Linked DNA regions of Mus musculus: region 1 is linked to region 2. A link is a contact called in public capture Hi-C data. All regions are on one chromosome and are shown on one strand. The core of a region is the stretch at or near the end of the contact, and the rest is flanking DNA. Distances in the headings are between cores, read along the strand shown. Region 1 overlaps 1700095J07Rik (RIKEN cDNA 1700095J07 gene). Region 2 overlaps Ahcyl2 (S-adenosylhomocysteine hydrolase-like 2).

What was found. Capture Hi-C pulls out chosen DNA fragments and counts their contacts.
Region 1: a capture Hi-C map of embryonic stem cells shows a contact between it and region 2, with 5 times the contacts expected there. The contact joins two enhancer-like sites. A contact is called at or near these places in 2 of 115 datasets of contacts at active chromatin or transcription factors (embryonic basal ganglia and microglia) and 1 of 9 other capture datasets (embryonic stem cells).

Annotation. Positions count from the first base shown.
Region 1 is chr6:30,318,649-30,325,624 of GRCm38.p6, forward strand. All of the region lies in intron 1 of 1700095J07Rik (RIKEN cDNA 1700095J07 gene), which reads left to right. Among named protein-coding and RNA genes, the nearest start is that of 1700095J07Rik, 18 kb to the left of the region's middle. Within about 2 kb of position 2,438, at least 40 of the 459 cell types and tissues checked have an H3K27ac peak or open chromatin away from gene starts, as enhancers often do. A contact at or near this core is called in embryonic stem cells, where this site is marked.
Region 2 is chr6:29,822,572-29,829,605 of GRCm38.p6, forward strand. The region is part of intron 1 of Ahcyl2 (S-adenosylhomocysteine hydrolase-like 2); the gene reads left to right. Among named protein-coding and RNA genes, the nearest start is that of Ahcyl2, 58 kb to the left of the region's middle. Within about 2 kb of position 3,685, at least 73 of the 459 cell types and tissues checked have an H3K27ac peak or open chromatin away from gene starts, as enhancers often do. A contact at or near this core is called in embryonic stem cells, where this site is marked.

The DNA of each region.
Region 1 (6,976 bases), core at 1,188-3,687, 490 kb after region 2:
GCCTCCATGAGATCCAGCTGCAAGGCGTTTTCTCAATTAGTGATCAGTAAGGGAGGGCCCAGCCCATAGGTGGTGTCATCCCTGGGCTGGTGATCCTGGGTTTTATAAGAAAGCACGCTGAGCAAGCCATAAGGAGAAAGCAGTAAGCAGCACCTCTCCATAGCCTCTGAGTCAGCTCCTGCTTCCAGGTTCCTTCCCTGTTGGTGTCCTGACTTCCTTTGATGATGAACATTTATATGGAAGTGTAAGCAGAAATAAACCCTTTCCTCCCCAAGTTGCTTTGGTCATGGTGTTTTGTTGCATCAATAGAAACTCTAACTAAGCCATCTTCCTTGCTCCATCAGGGACAAAGGTTGACAAAGGTTGACGGGGACTGAGGCCTCTCTTCATTTTCTAAGAAGACCCAAAGCCTCCTTTGGGGGAGCATACTGCTGTGCCCTTTCTGCCGGTATCTCTCATCAAATGTATACCCTGCCCTTTCCTCCCAGGCTGTAGCTATTGCAGGTCAAGGTCCCCTGTAAGCATCTGAGACCACCAGTTGCGGCCAAGGCATTGCCAGCTTGTGAGTGAACTTAGCATCCCTGTCTTACTGGTACTGGGCAGAGAATTGGCTCCAGGTCCCTTCTACACCTTGAGCAGACTGCTACACTCCTCCCCATGTGTTCTGTGTCAAAAGTAGCAGTCTGTGCTTAAAAGGCAGAATGTGTGGAATCCGGGCTTCCACACTCCAGTCTGGCTGAACTCTAAGAAGAGGAATTAAGGAGGTCGTTGACCTGAATTTCCAATCCCAGCTCTATCCCAGAACATGTAGAGGACCTACTTGCTCACTTCCTCTGAGTAGACTACCGAGACAGAACAGTTTAATATGTAATCCTTTACAGTGAATTAGAACCTCGATTTTAAAAAAAAGAAGAAGAAGAACAGCCAGGCAGTGGTGGCGCATGCCTTTAATCCCAGCCCTTGGGAGGCAGAGGCAGGCGGATTTCTGAGTTTGAGGCCAGCCTGGTCTACAGAGTGAGTTCCAGGACAGCCAGGACTACACAGAGAAACCTTGTCTTGAAAAAACAAACAGAGAGAGAGAGAGAGAGAGAGAGAAAGAGAGAGAAAGAGAAAGAGAAGAGAAGCGAAGCGAAAAGAAAAGAAAAGAAAAGAAAAGAAAAGAAAAGAAAAGAAAAACCAGATCTGGTGGCTGGTGATGCGCATGTGTAATCCCATCATGGAGGAGGCTGAGGTTCAAAGGCCTGAGGCTTAAGGAATTAAAAACTAGTCTCTGCAACCTAGTTCAAAATCAGCCTGTGTTACATGCTTCTTTGTGTCAAAGACAAATAAAACAAATAAAAATCAAAAGAGCCAGGCATGACACTCCAAGCTATTCAGGAAGATTCAAATTCAAGGGCTGCCTGGGATACAGATACAGAGACAGTTCAAGGCAAGCTTGGGCCAGTTAATGATGCCCTATTTCAAAATAAAAAGTAAAAAATGGGCTGGGGACTTTTCTCAGTTGTTGAGAACTTCCCGATAGGCAAACACATAGATACATAAGTAAAACAAACTGGAAGTAGACTGGTGGCCTGTAATCCCAGCAGTTAGGAGGTGGGGGAGCAGGGGAGCAGGAGTCCAAGATCATCCTCTGCCATTTAACTCGTTTGAGGCCAGCCTGAGCTACATGAGACCCTGTCTCAACACAAGCTAAGACAGACAAACAAAAACAAACAAAGCCCCAAAAGAAAAATAAATAAGTAAACAAATGAAAAGCAAGGTTTGAGGAAATGGAAATGGTACACTAGTCCTAAGAGAGATCTTCCCAGTGTGACCATAAATATGTACAAGTATTATGTGCCCGAGAAAAATAAATCCCAAGCCGTTTCGTTTATACCTTCATTGTTGATGTCTCCTTGCCTCAGAAGTAGCATGGAGACTGCGAAGCCCTTCCCTAAATTACCTGCTAACATTCCCTCGGGCCTGCTCCCCTGCCACCTCAGACCCTCTAGATGGTCCTTGTTTTCTGGAAAGACACCTGGGCCCCAGGCCTGCCTCCTCCCCTGGGAGACTGGTTTTCAGGGGAGTGATTCTCTGCCTTCCTTGGAGGCTCTGTTCCCCAAAGGCGTGGCTTGGATTTTGATTTCCTGAGAGGGAAGTCTTCTGGGATGGAAGGATTTTACAGTGAGGAGGGATTCCAACACATCTGGGTGGCCTGGGCTTCATTTGGCCGGGGGCATTGCCCAGTGCCTTTGGTGAGGGATAACCTCCCAAACTTCTTACCCAAAAGCTTCTGAAACACTCGAGGGAGAGGGGTGCTCAGGACCCCAGGCAAAGCTGGTATTGGTTCCCCATAATTATCAGCCAGTTAAAACTCCTGCCTGCCCCATATCCCCTTGTGTCTGTGGTTTTCTGTTACACTTCTGATTTCTACTGCAAATCCTCGTAGGGAGGAGCGAGGGCTGCAGTGGTTGCTGTGAATTCCTGTCTCCAGGGCAGGAGGGGCAAGGCAAGGTCTCCAGGGCACAGTTTACCCCAGTCCCACCTCCCCTTTGACTTCTTTTACTGCTCTTGGAGTGACTCGCTTCCTCCTGAGGTCCTGGAGTGGCCATGCTCCTCGCTTAGCCTTGGGAGCATTGTGTGACATTCATCTGCATGTCTGCCACACCCTTACAAGGCCAACAAACTGGAGGAAGTGTTTTAAAAACTATTTCAGAGGGACTCCAAGATGGCCCTCCAAACTTACCAGACCAAGGGCATGCATGGCCCTACTTTACAGAGCCTTTGTCCTTCCTTCCTAACCCTGAGACAGAGAAAAAAATCACTGCTGGGGGAAAGCCAGACTCTGAAAGAAAAACAGCTGAGTGTGATACTTTCCCTGTAAGCCCAGCACTTGAGCTGAGGTAGGAGGATCACCATGGGCTACCCTGGGCTACAAAGTGAATTCTGGGCTTGTCTGGACTACAGAGTGAAATCCAGTCTCAAAAGCAACACAATACAAAAACACAGACAGACAGACAATACAAAAAAACAGACAGACAGACAAACAACAACAACAAACCCAACTACAACTGCTTTTAATTTTTTCTTTTCTTTCTTATTTTAAATTTCTATTTATTTATTTATTTATTTTGTTTTTTTCAAGACAGGGTTTCTCTGTGTAGCCTTGGTTGTCCTAGAAGTCACTCTGTAGACCAGGCTGGCCCCAAACTCACAGATATCTGCCTGCCTCTGCATCCCAAGTGTAAGATTACACTACCACACTCGGCTAAATATATATAGTTTCCCCCGCCTTCCCTCGTCTCCTATGCAGTGCTGGAGTTTCCAGTGCTTGAGGAATTCAACTCAGTAGCATTTGTTCCCACTCCCGCTCTCTTCCCTCACTGTGGGACTGACTCTGCCTTTGACAGGTAAATGCATTTCCTTGATAGTTCCCTTCTCTGAGAAGTCTGCCCCTGACTGTATGATAGAGCTCTCCCCTTGCCCGAAATTCACCCAGGTGGGACAATTTTATGTCTAAGTCGTACATAGCTGTGTCTTTGTTTATCATTGATAGGGACTCTTTCCAATTAGCGTTCAAGGATTTGCTTCCCAATGATGATCAATAAGTAAGTCAAGGAGGGCTGGGGATGTGGCTCAGTTGGTGGAGCATTTGAGCATGCTTAAAGCTCTGGGTTTTTATTGCCAGAAAGATATAAAGTCAGGTATGGTAGCAAATTCTTGACATCCCAGCACTCCAGAGAGCCAAAGCTCAAGGTTATCTTCAGCTATGTCATGATTTTGAGGCTAGCCTGGGCTACATGAGATGCTTTCTCAAATGATATAAGGCAAGTGGGGGTGTGGAGAATTAATATCCTGATTGGTAGGCCTTGGTTTTCAGAAATGTGCATGTTGGTTATTAGGTAGCTTTCTCTCAAACCCTGCTGGTTTGATTTGGGAGCCCTTGAGCTTGCCCACACAGATGGCAGGCATTAAATTCCTCTCTCTCAAGAGCAAGCCCAACTGTCTGTTATGAGATCGCTGAGTACCTTGTGAAGCAGTAGTCTGTGTCCCAGGAATGGGATGATGAACTTACTTGGTCCCCAGTCCTAAGGGAGATCTGGCTGAGGGGCCCTCCTCAGGCTGTGTCCTGCTGGGAGCAACTCTCCCTGTTGTCACCTAGGCAAAACAGGCTCTTTTTAGTCCAGGCACTGCATGGAAAGGCAGCTGAAAGTCAGAGGCTGTGGAGATCAGCTGGTCATATTTAGTCAGTTTTATTAACACGTTAAAGCCAGGGTTTGACGGGGCAAACACAAAATAAGGCTAAACAAAACCAAAAGACTGTCCCTTCTCCCAGATCCGCCAAAAAAAAACCCATATCCACAAGCAAAGGAACCAACAATCAATAACCTGTCTAACCACATGCCTTCCAATGCTTTTTCTGTATTCGTGAAATTATTAACTTTATTATTTTTTGTTTTTTTTGGGTTTTTTTTGTTTTGTTTTTGTTTTTCTGTTTTTTTTTTTTGTTGTTGTTGTTGTTGTTTTTTGGTTTTTTTTTTTTTTTTTTTTTTTTTTTTTTTTTTTTGAGACAGGGTTTCTCTGTGTAGCCCTGGCACTCACTCTGTAGACCAGGCTGACTTCAAACTCAGAAATCCACCTGCCTCTGCCTCCCCGAGTGCTGGGATTAAAGGCGTCCGCCACCAACGCCCGGCTAACTTTATTTTTTGAATCAGGGTCTTAAGTAGCCCAGGCTAGCCTCAAACTCGTTCCATATTTGAGGATGACCTTGAAATTGCAATTTTCTTGCTTCTACTTTAGTGCTGAGGCTCTAAGCATGACTCACAACACCCAGCTTTGGCAGCACCAGAGTCAGATCCAGGGCTAGGCAAGCACTCCACAAAAATGTCTATCCTAAGATTGTTGACGGTTTAACTTCTAACTGCCCAGAATCAGAAAGACCCAATTGCCTAGTTTGACTAGGGAACTGATCTTCTCAGGTAGCCAAGCCTTGGCTGCACATAAGAAAAATGTCCAAGGGCTGGTGAGATGGCTCAGTGGGTAAAAGTACCCGACTGCTCTTCCAAAGGTCCGGAGTTCAAATGCCAGCAACCACATGGTGGCTCACAACTATCCGTAACAAGATCTGACGCCCTCTTCTGGTGTGTCTGAAGACAACTACAGTGTACTTACATATAATAAATAAATAAATCTTAAAAAAAAAAAAAGAAGAAGAAAAAAAAAGAGAGAGAGAGAGAGCCGGGCGTGGTGGCGCACGCCTTTAATCCCAGCACTTGGGAGGCAGAGGCAGGCGGATTTCTGAGTTCGAGGCCAGCCTGGTCTACAGAGTGAGTTCCAGGACAGCCAAGATATACAGAGAAACCCTGTCTCGAAAACCAAAAAAAGAAAAAGAAAAATGTCCAGTAGCAAACATCCCACCTTGGAGACGCTTCTCCCATAGACTAAGTCTGTGAGGCTGTGCCTCTTCCATGCTTCAACAACCAGGAGCGCTGTCAGCAAAAATGAGGGCTAGAGGTCCTGGCGTTTGAATCTCCTAATACTGCCCGGAAGTGCAATATTTAGGGAGAGTATTGAGTGCCTTGAGCAATTCATTCATTCAGCCAGAATCTACTGAGCACCTACCTGTTTTGGACCACAGGGCTTTTAATCTTAGGTGTCTGTCCTTAAACTGTCTGTACATCGATCAGGGAGACTGCAACATCCATGATAACAATACAAGCAGAACCTTCCCTCTGCCTTTGTTTCTCTTCTCTGGTTAAGGAGCAGAGTCATTGGCTGAGAAGCCACTCCATTTGTTGTGGCTACTGTGGACCCTTTAAGAAGAATGAAAGGGGGCTGGAGAGTTGGCTCAGTGGATAAGAACACTGACTGCTCTTCTGAAGGTCCTGAGTTCAAATCCTGGAAACCACAACCATCTGTAATGAGATCTGATGCCCTCTTCTGGGGTGTCTGAAGACAGCTACAGTGTACTTACGTATAATAAATAAATATTTTTTAAAAGAAGAAGAAGAATGAAAGGCACCTTCCTAACTGGGTAGATAGCACACGCCTTTCATCCTGGTAGGAGGCAGAGGCAGGAAGATCTCTGAATTCGAGGCCAGCCTGGTTTACAGAGCAAGTTCCAGGACAGCCAGGGCTGTACAGAGAAACCCTGTATCGAAAAAACAAAACAAAACAAGAATTTCAATTCTGCTGAGCTGAAGTGGTATATGCCTTTGATACCAGCACTTAGGAGGCAGAGACAGGCGGTTAGATCTCTGAGTTTGAGGCCAGCCTAGACTACAGAACAACTTACAGGACAGCCAGGGCTACGTAGAGAAACTCTGTATCAAGCAACAGGAACAACAACAAAGTATCTTCAAGTAAGACCACATATGGTTGGTGTGGAGGTGGAGCATAGGTCCACTCACTACACTGCTATAGTTACTCTCCAATGGAAACTCCTTTGTAGCTCCTCACTATGGAGTTCATCAATAAAATCCAGCTCTGGCTCATATCCTCCTTACATGGGTTGAGTTGTGCACCACTGAAAGTTATGTTAAGCTGAGCCTGGCGACTTATCTCAGGCCTGTAATCCCATCCTCTCAGGAGCCTGAAACAGGATGATCAAAATTTGAAAGTATGCTACTCAGAGATACAGAGTGAGTTCAAGGGTAGCCTGAGTAGCTACATGAGAGCTTGTCTCAAAATAAAAGGAAGAAAAGGGCTGGGGATATATATAGGTCAGGGGTGGAGAACTTAGCTAGCATACATGAAGCCCTGGGTTCAATACCCTGAATAATATTGATAATAGGAGCTAAAGAGATCACTCAGCAGTTTAGAGAACTCATTGCTCTTGTAGAAGACCTGGGTCCAATTTCCAGAATCTACATGTTGGCTTGCAACCATCTCTAACTCCAGTTCCTGGGGATTGAACACCTTCTTCTGACTCTGATAGGCACAAGGAGCACTAACAGCGCAAGTACACATACACATACAGACTACAGGTATATATATA
Region 2 (7,034 bases), core at 2,435-4,934:
CATATACAACAAAGCACATGGTTCTTGAGGGTCTGAAATAAAACCACTGGTAAGGTAGGTCATTACAGGCTCTATGCCTCCCCTCGAGATGGATCTCAAGTTGGGTCCGTCATTGGACCTCCTTTCCCTCAGTCTCTTCTCCATTTTTGTCCCTGCAGTTCTTTAAGACAGCAACAATTCTGGGTCAGAGTTTTTGACTGTGGGATGGCAACCCCATCCCTCCACTCGGGGCCCTGTTTTTCTACTGGAGGTGGATTCTACAAGTAAGGCCCTTCCTTTTGAGTCCTGAGAGTCTCTCACCTCCCAGGTCTCTACAGATTACAACCCCCTGTAACTCTAATTCCAGGGGGATCTGACACCTTCTTCTGGCCTCCAAGGGTACTGCATGCATATGGTATACTTACATGCAGGCAAAATATCCATACACATAAAATAATAATAAATAAATAAGATACAGCAATGAAAAATGTGATTATTAATTCAAAGATAAGTTCAGGCAAATATCCTTGTATTTAAAACCAAAGAAACCCACAATATACTTTTTTTTTTTAGATTTTATTTATTTATTAAATGTAAGTACACTGTAGCTGTCTTCAAACACACCAGAAGAGGGCATCAGATCTTGTTACAGATGGCTGTGAGCCACCATGTGGATGCTGGGATTTGAACTCAGGACCTTTGAAAGAGCAGTCGGTGCTCTTAACCACTGAGCCATCTCTCCAGCCCCTACACAATATACTTTTACAAAGCAAAACAAAACAAAACAAAATGACAAAAACAACTCCTGCTTTTTTTTTTTTCATTTCTAGACACCATGATTTCTAAGTACCTTGTTTATAAGGAGCTATGTTGCAGCTCTAAAGACAGTGTCAGGCATTAAGAACATGGTGCCTGGTTCCATTTGAACAGGCATCTGAGTCTTTTCTCATTGTACTAAATTATATACCCCCATCAGTGTGGATCCTCCAAGTGTCAAGTGTCAAGACAGACTGTGTTGCAAGATGAATTGGTTTAGCATCTAAGAACAATAAGGGTCAGCCGGGCGTGGTGGCGCACGCCTTTAATCCCAGCAGTCGGGAGGCAGAGGCAGGCAGATTTCTGAGTTCGAGGTCAGCCTGGTCTACAGAGTGAGTTCCAGGACAGCCAGGGCTACACAGAGAAACCCTGTCTCGAAAACCAAACCAAACCAAAACAAAACAAAACAAAACAAAACAAAACAAAACAGAACAAAAAAGAACAATAAGGGTGAAAGAAGCCAGAAGTAGCAGTGTGAGTTTTCAGAATGTGATGTAAACCACTTGCCTGTGAGATTCTTATCTCTTAGAGAGGTGAGAGTGGATTGGAGATGTTCCCACGAGGTTCAGTTGAGAAAAATTCCAGATAGGCTCACACAGTCGCCAAGCAGAGCTTGCCTGTTCTTTGGAATCCTGTAGAGCAGTGGTTCTCAATGTTCCTAGTGCTGTGACCCACTTTCTCACTTAGTGGTGATTCTCCAACCATAAAATTGTTTTAATTGCTACTTCATAAAAGTGTGATTTTGCTATTGTTATAAATCATAATGTAAATGTCTGTGTTTTCTGATGGTCTTAGAATAGCCCTGTGAAAGTGTTGTGGGTAAGGAATACTACCCCTGCCAAGGCATGATTTATACAGTCTTAGGTGGTTTCTAGATCAGTGGTTCTCAACCTGGGGATTGCAGTCTCCTCAGGGGCCAAACAACCCTTTCACAGGGTCACCTAAGAGTATTGGGAAACACGGATATTTACATTATGATTTATAACAGCAGAATTATAGTTGTGAAGTAGCAGTGAAAATAATGTTATGGTTGAGGGTCACCACCACAGGAGGAACTGTAGTAAAGAGTCGCGGCGTTAGGAAGGTTAAGAACCAATGTTCTAGTGTACTTTTACAGCAGAGTAGAGGAGAATCTCTTTGCTCAGGACATTTCAAGACCCTAAGTTAATAATCAATCTCTCTCTCTCTCTCTCTCTCTCTCTCTCTCTCTCCCTGTGTGTGTGTGTGTGTGTATGGGTGTGTGTGTGTGTGTTTGATAGCTTTTCCACATTAAGTAAATGTGTATCACTCATTGGCCATAACTACTGTAGTTTGAGAAATGACAGGAAAATTATCATGTGTTTCTTTTTTCTTCATATTGAATAACGTATTTTAAAAGTAAGATCATGAAAACGTTGAAAGGAGTCATCAGTAATGGTATAAAATCCAGACTTCATAACTGAATCATAAAAGTTAACCTCCACATAGGAGATGAGCAAGAGCGGGGAAACCCCTTCTTGCACTTGTTAGAATCCTATATTTAAAGTTTTTAAAATTTTGTTTTATGGGTATGAATGTTTTGCCTGCTCTCTCATATATACATACACACACACACACATACACACACACACACACACTGTGTGCATACCCAGTGCCTATGGAGGTTCCCTTGAGTCCGGAGCCAGCGTGGGATCTGGGAATTGAACCCAAGTCCTCTGGAAGAGCAGCCAGTGCTCTTAGCCACGGAGCCATCTCTCCAGCCTCTCAAGACATGAATATTTTTAAAATCTATAACATCCTACGTAGACAAAGGAATATAGAGATGAGCAGTTTTTATTCATGATGATGAGAATATAAGTTGGTACTTTTCTGGTATGCACATTGGCAATAGAGAATATTATTTCTTTTCTCTTAGAATTCTACTTCTTGGAATTTAAAGAAATAAGCCAAGTACGGTGGTACACACTTGTCTTGCCAATTCATTTTGTTTTGTTTTATTTTACTTCCTCTTGCATAGCTGTGACCACAATACAAAAGAGGACAATTTAACGTGAAGAATTAATTATTTTGGCTCCCTGTCTGAGATTTCAGCCCATTGGCTCTGTTTCTGGATCAGTGGCAAAGCCGTTCACTGAGAATGAGGAACAGGAAGCAGAAAAGCTTAGGACCACAAGTGAGACACAGCTCAAGAGGCCACCCTCCCACTGACCACTCCTTCAACTAAATCTCCCCCATTTTACCATTTCTCAACAATGCCATGATATTCTGAGTTTAATGAAGAGTAATTGACCAGGTCACTTTTTATGGCTTAGAAGGCTGTGCTAACTTGAAAGCCTGAGTTTGACCTCTGGATTTCAGAGGAAGAAGAAAACCAAATCTTAAAAGTTGTACTCTGATCTACACACACAAAGCGACTACTATTAATAATAATTAAAGTAAACAAATGATTGGCCCACAGTCAACTAAAAAAGGAGGAGGAAGAGAAGATCAGGCCCCTTTCTAAAAGTTCATCAGCTGACATCCATACCTGCAATAAATGAGCCGGCTGGGGCCATTTCATACGCAAGCTGTAACATGGAAGCAAGAGACTCACTAGTCGAGTCTGGGCTACACAAGCTGCTTTTCTCACACAAAGATAAAAAGGTGCTAAGGCTACAGCTTAGTTGGTAGAATGTGTTGTTCAAACCCCTGCACCACGTAAGACCTGGTGTGATTGTGCACTTCTATAACATAGCACTTGGGAGATGGGCTTAGGAGGATCAGAAATTATAGGTCAGCCATCGTTGGCTACACAGCAAGTTTGAAGCCAGCCTGTCTCAAGAAATGCTTGCCTTGTATACAGAAAGCCCTGGGTTCTATCCCTGGCACCATATAAGACAATCCCAGCACTGGGGAGGTGGAGGCAGGAGGGTCAGAAGTTCAAGGTCATCCCTGGCTACAGTAAATTAGAAGCTGGCTTGGGCTACATAAGAACTGGTCACATCAAGAAGAATAGCAATAAAAATATTTAGATTTATGACTGTGTATGGTGGTATTCATCTGTAATCAGAACTTCTGAGGCTAAGGTAAAAGGATCTTGATTTTGAGACCAGCTTGTGCCGTATAGCAAGTCCAGTCCAGCCTTTGAGCTGTGTAGTTAGATTCAATCAAAATCAAGACTAGAGGCTGAGGAAATAGCTCACTTGTTATTAGCACGCCTAAAGTCCTGAGTTGATCCTGAATAGGTAAAAGAAAGGCTTAGTGTGTTCAATTACTATTTATAATATAAACTTAGAATCAGGTTAATATATGACAGTTGAGATTTTTTTAGATAATAGGGCTCTTTTATTTTAATTTCTTATTTTTATGTGTATGAGTATTTTTCCTACACATGTGCCTGTGCATTTAGGAGACAGAAGCAGGCAGATTTCTGGGAGTTCAAGGATGCCCTGGTTTACATTATAATTTTGAGGCCAGCTAGAATTACAAAGTGAGACCCTGTCTCCAAAAAACAAAAGAAAAGGAAGAGCTAGCACTCAAGGCTTTGTTTTTGTTTTTACTGTTAAGTTAATCTGTGTCTCTTTTCTTCTTATACCCTCTCTGCATGTGTCATGTTTGTGTGCGTGTATGTGTGTGTGTGTGTGTCTGTGTGTGTATATGTATGTCTATGTCTATTTCAGGAGGGCTATGTGTATGCCTGTGTATCTCTCTGTGTGTCTCTGTGTGTATGTGTTTCTGTGTATGGGTGTCTGTGCTTGTGTGTATCTGTGTATATATCTATGTATCTATATGAGTATGTCTGTGTGTTTATGTGTGTGTGCCTATGTATGTGTGTGTGTATGTGCTTAAAGCTTTTTTTAAGGATATTCATTTTATAACAGGATGGTGGTGGGCTTAAAATAGCCCCCCACATATTATGTTTCTAGTTATGTTCTAAAGACATACTTCTTAGCTTGGGTGTATTCACTCTTGATCCCTGAAACTTCCTCTTGGCACTAGTTTATAAAAGCCAGAATGTTGAAATAGCCCTGTTAGTTTGAGATCTGAAGGTGTGAACTCTTTCAGAAACATAATTGAAACCATTACTCAGTTCTGTAATTTGGGATCACTCAGCAACAAGCTACGGAAGTGAGAGGTGCAACAGCACACAGCAGTGCCTGGTTCCTCTCTTAGCTTTGTACTAGAAAAGTCTTCTCTATCTAGTCTTTATCAAAGTCTTGTGTGCTTATTTAAAGTCTTTTCTCCTGAATGGGAAGAGTTTGAACCAATTATAAGCAAATAACCCTTTTTGTGCCTTCCTTTATGTGTATTTCTGTTGCCATGTCAACAAAATATAGCTAACATTGAGTAAACCAGTGGGTGCTTGTATGCTACCTCCCTAGGGGAAGGTAAGTGTGGAGAAGTAGAAGGGGCCAAATTGAGAACAAAGAATGCTTCTCCCCTTGGCTCTCCATTAGCTGGCTGTTTCAGTCCTCACACACACACACACACACACACACACACACACACACAAAACCCGTTTCAGCTGTTCAGAGATACAGCTAATATGTCTTATTCTTTTGCATGTTAGAACCTTGTCACTATTTGGGGTAAAATAACTGTTATAAGCTATCTTTCAGAACCAGGAAACCCAAAAATAAATGGTGATACTTACGAAATTTATATTTTGGGGGCTCAAAGGCTTACATTGTGCATATTGGTGTTGAAAGTACTTCCTGAGTGACAAGTAACTGCTTAGTCAGTAATTTACAGTCACAACCAACAAACAATGGTGGCAGAGACCTAAAACACATGGCATGCTTTTAGAACATATATTTGGTATATCAGTGGGGTGAATCCTAAAGGTGAAATCATTAGGTCAAAAACTACCTAACGTTTTAAGATTGCGAGAGTGATACCCAAACAGCTCTTCACAGTGACTGCATGTGCACCAGGAATGTCAGAAAAAGATCTTTCTCTATACATAGGAAGGGTCCTTTAAAACAGAATAGATATTTGAACATCTAGCAGCCACTTGAGAAGTAGCGGCAGGAGGATGCTTGATCCTTCTTGTAAGCACAAAAATGAAACCCCTAAACTTTGCATCAGGTTTGTGGTAGAAAGAACTGGCAACAACCCTTGCCTGTTTCTTTTAGTGGCCTCAGGTCCTGTCTGCACTTCTTCTGTGCAGCTATTCGAATCCACACCATCAGGTAACTGATTTCACAATTTTGTCTTTTTAGTCTCTTATTTTCTCACCCCCTCTTCTTTTTTTGTTATTTTTCTCCTTAAAATTGCTAAAGCTTATCCTCCCACACTTCAATCATAATTTTTTGTGGAGGGTAAAAGAGAGCTGAGTTTTGAGTTCTTCCATGTTTGAAAATACCCATGTTCTTTTCTTACACACTTCTTGCTATTCGGCCTATGTTAGGAATTTGCTAATTGACTTCTCCAGTGTTGCTTGTTAAGCTTGGCTCCTCCAGTTTCTGTTGAGCTCCTCTGCCAACCCCTAGTGAACCCTTAACATAACCCAATTAACCCTTGGTCATTGGGTTAATTTTTAATAAAATTTAAGTGTGGCTTGGTAAGAACTTTCTTAGATGTTAGCAGGAAATTGGATGAAAATTTCCCCTCCCATTTCTGAGATATAGTACAAACTAGATGATTTTTTTTCTCAGTTGCTTCATCACTTGTATCTACTTTCACTTCCTTTGTGTGGCGGTTCACAACATTTAGCCAAGAAAATGATCCAGCAGGTGCTAGCTCACATAGTCAGTTGTTCCAGTGGGAAGACAGTTCTGCACACTTAATACTTTATACTGTTACACTTCCAGATAGTGTAGGGAAGGAAACCTTCTCTGCCCATCTCAGGTTCACTCGCTTGGCCTGTAACTTACAGCAATAGAAGATATTAATGAAAGAGAAGCAAACAAAAGATTATTAACAAGCAGTGGGTCTTTAATACGCACATGCTATGTGCATTAAGAGGTGACTAACTGAACAGGGTAGTTAGAATTCAGACTTACAGCACAGTTTAACACCAACCAGTATATTTGTAGCCAAGTGACAAGGTAAAAGAAAAGCCTTAGAGCTACAAGGCTAAGTGGGTACTGTGAGAAGACAGATGTGGAAACCGCTGGTAGATGAGGGCTAGATAGTGTGGTTTGCTTGTGTACCCTCTTTTGTTAGGTCCTCGTGTCTACATTGAGATTGTTCTCTCCTCATCCTGGCAAGAGACCGGGATGGGGGGCACTTTTTAAAAGGGACTTTATATTTTGTTCTCAGGTAGTGGGGAGGAACAT